2 separate regions of the Mus musculus genome follow, and region 2 is linked to region 1. The links are chromatin contacts, called in public promoter capture Hi-C maps. All regions are on one chromosome and are shown on one strand. The core of a region is the stretch at or near the end of the contact, and the rest is flanking DNA. Distances in the headings are between cores, read along the strand shown.

Region 1 (3,296 bases), core at 243-2,742:
AAAGGTTTCAATTTGCTTTCTCTGTGTCAGGCTTGTGGGTCAAGATGTAAGCTCTCGGCTATCGCTCCAGCACCATGCCTGCCTGTCTGCTGCCATGCTCCCTGCCATGGTGGAATGAACTCACCCTTTGAAACCGTAAGCTTAATAAACTCTTTCTTCTATAAGTTGCCTTGGTCATGGTGTCTCTTCACAGCAGTAGAAAATAACCAAACAGTCCTCATCTCTGAAGGGCACCTGCCAAGTGTCAGCACCTCGCATCTCTCCCAAGCAGACTACTGTCTTCTAGGCATTAGACCAGGAGACATACACAGAGTGGCTTCAGGGACACCCAAAGGTGTTTCTCACAACACTAAAAGCATTCCAAAATAGGCCTACAGCTACATCTTGGTGATGGTATTATTGGTTGTGTAATTCTCTCTAAATGTTCATAATATTACTTCATAGTGACAAAAACTCAGGCCAGGTGTGATGGCACTTGCCTTTAATCCCAACACTCTGAAGACAGAGGCGAGTGGATCTGTGTAAGTTTGAGGTCAGGCTCATTTATATAACAAGTCTCTAGGGGTTTCTCCTGTCAGATCCCTGGCACTCTCTAATCATTTCCTCTGCCTTATCAGACAGGGTGAGTGCCTAGGGCCGGGGGTGAGCCTGGCTTGTTCCCTGACATGATCAATACAGAATCTCCAGACATGTCTAAAAAGTAAAAGAAAACTAGGGAGATTTCCGACATCACATACAGTGTGCCACAGAGCCAAGAAATTCCACTGTATAATCCTGACCGCGTTGGCGGAAGCTAGTCCTATCCCACCTGTTCCTAAGACCACTGGTGTGAATGTGGAGCAAGGTCACCCTGCATGACTCCTGTTGCTTAGTTCTCCTCAGCCTCAGGGTTCCTATCTTTAAGCACACTCTAAGATCTGGCTAAAGTGGGGAGAGGGGGCATTGTGCATAGACATATAGAAGCGTTCTACAATGTAAAGGGACTTGGGTAGCCCAGAAGGCCCCGCGGTGTCCAGAGCAGGCAAACTAAGCACAATCTTGAGCTGGGTGCAAACTGCAGGCAAGGAAGCACACCTTTGCTGTGTTTGAGGATAGGAAGGGCAACTGTGAGCAGATGCCAGGCACGCGGGGGCCACTGGATCTGGACCAAAAAGAAGGTATGTGCGAGGGTCCGGCCGCCCTCCTTCTCTTCACGGCCACGCCTCTCGCCGTGGCCAACTTGCCGACGCGCGCGACCTCCTGAACCCCTGGGCTGCGCACGCTCTCGGCGCCCGGAGCTGCGCCAGGCCCCGGGTGGGAGGACAAGGAGGGTCCCCGCGCAGGCTCCGAGTCCCGCGGGCGCCGCGGCCGTTTCCAAGCTGCCCCATGCGCTCCTCCCGCGCGCCGTGCGTGTCCGAGCGCGGGCGCTCGCAGTGCAGGTGGGCGCGCTCTCGCGGGCGGGGGTCCGGCCGGGCCGCGCGCCTCCCCCGGAACTCGGCCGTGCCATTCCCATGATGCCCAGCCACCGGGCACGGCTTCCGGAGCGCGGTCGCCGCCGCCGCGGGTAGGTGGCGGGAGAGACGGCCCGGGGTGGGGGGTGGGGGTCGCCCCGCCCCTCGCCGCGCCGGCCCCGCCCTCCTTTCCCGCGCTCCCACGGCGCGCCGGGCCCCTGAGTCCCCGCGGGACTCCGCGGTGGCTGCGGGCGCCCGACCGAGGGAGGGCGGGGCGGGAGTGTCCGTGCTTCCCCGCTCTCCGGGCCCGGCGCCTCCCGGGACGCGGGGCGCAGGGCGGGCAGCTGGGCTGGCTTCGTGGTGCAGGCCGCGGCGTGCAGGGTCCGGATCGGGTTGGTGGCTGAGGCTGGTGTTATCACGGGAGAGGGTCCCGGCCCCCGGGAGGCGCCTCTCGCGGATGCCTGGCGCTTGTTGCGCCCTGCGTTCCTCGAGAGCCAGCGGGCGCCGGGCGGGCCCAGGTGTGGCTCAGGTGAGGGGCGGGCTCCCGGTCACTGAGGCCGGCCTGGCCTTCAAGGCTGCCTTCTCGACCTGCCACGAACAGCTTCGAGACTCCCGGATTCCCTAAGCCTGGGATCCCAGAAAATTACTCGGGGGGGATGGATGGATGGGGGCACAGACCAGCCGGAGGCCCTGCCACTGACTGGAGAAGGGTTGGCATTAACCTGCTGAAGACCAGACTGCGGCTCCCTCTCAGACAGTGAGAAGAGCAGTCAGTACTCAGGCAGCAGGGGGATCTGTCTCCCCTTGCTTCCAGCACTGTGCACAGGGATTGGCAGTCACAACAATTTTTCTGGGGGCCGAATCTTGTCAGCACCTCTGGCTCCTAAGGACCAAATCTTACCCACACCCACTTTAAGTTGGAGTACAGGGCCCTCTACATCATAAGTTAAGTGCAGAGTCCATGCTGGGGGGGGGGGGGCAGAGAGGGGTGATGATTGTACCCACAACCACCCTGGAAACCTGATTCCCAGAGCCTCCAGTTTAAAGCCCCAATTCTGGCTTCAGCTCACATTTCTAACTGTGAAGTTCATGGTTCTCCAGAGTGACAGCTCCCAAGATTGACCAGGTAGCTGGACCAACAACCATTAAGACTGTCAGAGGAGCTCAGTTCTGGGTCCATCGTTATAAGCTGTGAGCAGGTGAGTGGAAATAAACTGATTTATTCCCTCGGCTCTGCACCTGCTGTCATGTTAAGATATTAATGTTACTCACCCCATCCCACCCTGCCCTGCCCCAACGGGGAAAGCACTTTTTGTTGTGTTTACTTTGGTGGGTTGAGACAGCATCAAGTAGCCCAGATACTGTCTTTGAACTAGATAAGGAACCAGTACTAGCCTTGAACTCCTGATCCTCTGGCCTTCACCTGAGATTAAGGCATGCATACCCCACCACACCCTACTCGATTCAGACCCTTCACAGTTAAGCCCTGCAAATGTTACGTGATTTCTATAGTATTGCAGTTTGAACACCACCTACAGCAAAGAAGCGGTAGGTCCTCCAGCCAGTGAAAGCAGTTACTCTTCCCTTTAGTTCCCACTGCCTTGTGCCTGTGGGGAGTCTCAGGAAAGCAAAGTGATTGTTGAGGATGGCCAGGATGTGAGCTCGGGTAGCTGGTAGAGGAAAGCACCCTCCATCCTGCGGCTCTCACTAGAGGGGAGGCAAATCAGCCACAGTTAGTGTAGTTGGTGTCAGGGCAAGTTTTTCCTCAACTTGTCAAGCCTTTCTTTACATTAAGGACATATCATAACAGAAAAAATATTTATAAGCCATGATCAGTTTCTAAATTAGATGTTACTGATGATAATC
Region 2 (2,853 bases), core at 203-2,702, 50 kb after region 1:
ATCCAGTGGTCAAGGGTAATAGTCAGGGGAGTGGAAGTGGTCTGTCCCATCATCTCGTCCAAATAAAGTGTCACAACTACACCACAGGAAACAAGTAAGATAAACAAGACCAACACAGGGCGTCCTACACGCGATTTCCAGAGACGCCTGATACTGTTTGTACCAGGCAATTGCTGAACCCTAGCAGCTGCTGGGTTGAGAAGGACCGTTTCTGATCTAACCTCCCAGCGTGACTCGGAGCGCCCTCCAGCGTCCTTTGGCCCATGACACTGACACGTCTGCCCGTCACAACAGCAACCTGGATGGGGTCTCCTAGAAGACACCAAAACCTGAGACCAGTCCAAAACCAAACCTGAAACCTGAAAACCAGTTGTCCCCTTCCAGGACTTAACAGATACAGACTGTGGATGCAGACAACATGAAACAGAAAGTAACACAGACCTGCTCGAGCATACCTCTGATTTCTTCGCCAATTGTGGGTCTGGGGGCGCACAATCTCGCTGGGGCCTCCAATTGTTGGACCCCAGGGGCCCAAGTGTTGAGAACGCGACCCCCAGAAACACAGCTTGACGACAGGTCGCTGCAATGACAAGAGGTTTTTATTTCGTAGCACGTGGGGTTGCTCAGCCTCGCAGGGAGAGTCAACCACGATTGTCAAAAGTACAGCTTTTTTATACTCTTTTGAAGGGCGGTTACACAGCTATATTATTATTGGCTAGCAAAGCAACAGTATATTTTTAATTTTAGTGGTCAGCTATTGATGTGCCAGAAACTTTGTCAGCAAGGTCGGTTTACCTTAGAATTCAAACTGAGGCAGGGGTCCCAAGGACTGATATTTTTGTCATGGCTAATTCTTGAGAGCAGCTAATCTTGCTCTGGCAGCTGTGGTCATCATGACCGCTAGTCAGTCCCTCCAGATGGGGAAGGGGCCGGGTGGTCTTGAACTTGTTTACATTGGCAGGGAAAGGGAAAATTCTTGAAGCAGCAGGGGGAAGGGAGAAGCTCTGCAAACAGCTTTGGTGCACATTAGCCAAGCTAAAACTATATTTCTTCAGACTAAGAAGAGACAGGGCCTTGGCCAGATTCAGAGACTCTGGTTCTCCCTTTCCTTGACTTTCTGAAAGTTTTTCTCCAAAATCATACCTCACATCTCAGCCTGTGTTGGGAGACCTACCATCCCTGCCTAGGAGCTGTACGTTCCGCAGGCTGGGTTGGATTTAGAAGAACAGAGAAGTTACTGACAAGGTTCAAGCACAGGCAGGGCAAGGCTGAAGGCATGGATGGGTGGGACTCAGGTGGCTTTCAGATCTCTAGGTACTTGCCTGCTCCCAGACTTACTTTGCTCCGCCCCAAGGACCAGGAATCCTGCTGTGTGCTGGGTTGGGCCTGGGGGTTGTGCTCTGGGAAAGAGTCCAGTTCCTGTTTTCTGGGCTGAGGTTTGCTCCTCCTTCTGTCCTAAAGCTTGGTCAGCCCAAAGGGAGTGGTTCTATAATCCCAAAGACAGTCTCATCTGCTCTGCCCTACCCGACTGGGTCCTTGCACCGTACCCCACCGCAGCCGCTGAGGAGGAGGAGGAGGAAGAGGAGGAGGAAGTCCCAGTGCCAGAACAAGCTGGACAAAGTTCAGGTACTCCTCTGCAGCCCCAACTTCTGGGTTGGACCTGCAGGGTTTGGGTCTGAGTTTGTCATCTGCTTCGCAGTTCTGTGCAGCTCGAGTCTGAGCCTGAGGCTAGTGAGGCAGAAATGGTGAGCTGGGAAGGGAAACTGGGGTCCCAGGGGGCAAGAGAGGGCAAGAGAGGGCAAGAGAGGGAAGGCAGAGCCCTAACCTCCAGGACTCCAGATCTGGGAACTTTCTCCGATTTCAGGCTTACCACACTCTCCTCTCCTTGGCCTGGAGCGTTATCTCATCTTCCCCCAACCCTTTGGTGGTGAAGAATCACCAAGCAAAAGGTCTTTGAGCCAGATTGCTTAAGCACCTTCTGCCTGTGTCACAAAGCTCAGACCCCACCTCTCCCAAGTGGCCAGAAGTAGCTTTAGGAAATTAAGGGTTTGCCTCCATGAACTTAAGTCCCTGGGGACACTGTCCCAGTCCGTTGCTAGGTGATTCTTTGTCGCCCTGTTGATGAATGGGCAGAGCCTAGACATAGACCACTGCCTGGGGATGACATCCTAGCTGCCACTGAGCTCCTGGCCAGCTGAAAGAGGGAAATAATTGGAACATTTCTTTGCAGGCGTTTCTAAGACCTCAAGTGAGGTAGGCCCAGAGCCTGACAGACCTAAGGCCCTAGGGGTTTCTGAAAGTGCCCAGTTTCTATTCTGCACCCAGTGATGACCCGCCCAAGACTGGCCCAGGGCCTAGCGTTCTTCCTGCTCGGTGGCACAGGTCTCTGGGTCCTGTGGTGAGTTGCTACTTGGAATCTCTTCCATGCCCTTCTCAGTTCTCCTGCCTCCTAAATGTGATAGTCAACCAGTTCCTCAGGACCCATCAACTCTCGAGGCTCAGGATCCTCCAGCCTCAGGAAGGCTAACTAGTTTTGGCTTTTGTGTTTTGCCATGGTTTGGGTTTTCCCAGCCTTTTATTTGCCATGTTTTCTGCCTAGACTGTCCTTCAAACCATGTTGATAAGAAACCCTGTTCATGTTCCTAAAGTAACCCCTATTGGCCTTGTGGGGGAGTTATGGCCACTGCATGTCTCCTTACCGTCTGTCTGTGGGAAGCCATGCTTCAAGGACCTAGTCATACCATGAGTGACTAGCTATGTGGACAAAAAGACAGCTACACACTAGGCCCTATGCTAGATATGGGTCCTTACTCTGCAGTCAACTGCCATGGAGTGACAGGACTCTTTACCAAA

What was found. Capture Hi-C pulls out chosen DNA fragments and counts their contacts.
Region 2: a contact with region 1 is called in a promoter capture Hi-C map of adipose tissue. The contact joins the promoter of Gbgt1 here to the promoter of Ppp1r26 in region 1. A contact is called at or near these places in 2 of 39 promoter capture datasets (liver and macrophages), 1 of 484 Hi-C or Micro-C datasets (8-cell embryo), 2 of 115 datasets of contacts at active chromatin or transcription factors (both in embryonic stem cells) and 3 of 9 other capture datasets (adipose tissue, liver and pancreatic islet).

The regions. Positions count from the first base shown.
Region 1 is chr2:28,445,354-28,448,649 of GRCm38.p6, forward strand. It overlaps Ppp1r26 (protein phosphatase 1, regulatory subunit 26), which reads left to right and starts at 1,493. Exons shown (of 4, transcript NM_001005420.2): 1 at 1,493-1,543; 2 at 2,532-2,629.
Region 2 is chr2:28,495,439-28,498,291 of GRCm38.p6, forward strand. Gbgt1 (globoside alpha-1,3-N-acetylgalactosaminyltransferase 1) reads left to right here and starts at 1,453. Exons shown (of 7, transcript NM_139197.2): 1 at 1,453-1,626; 2 at 2,231-2,398. The coding sequence starts at 2,328.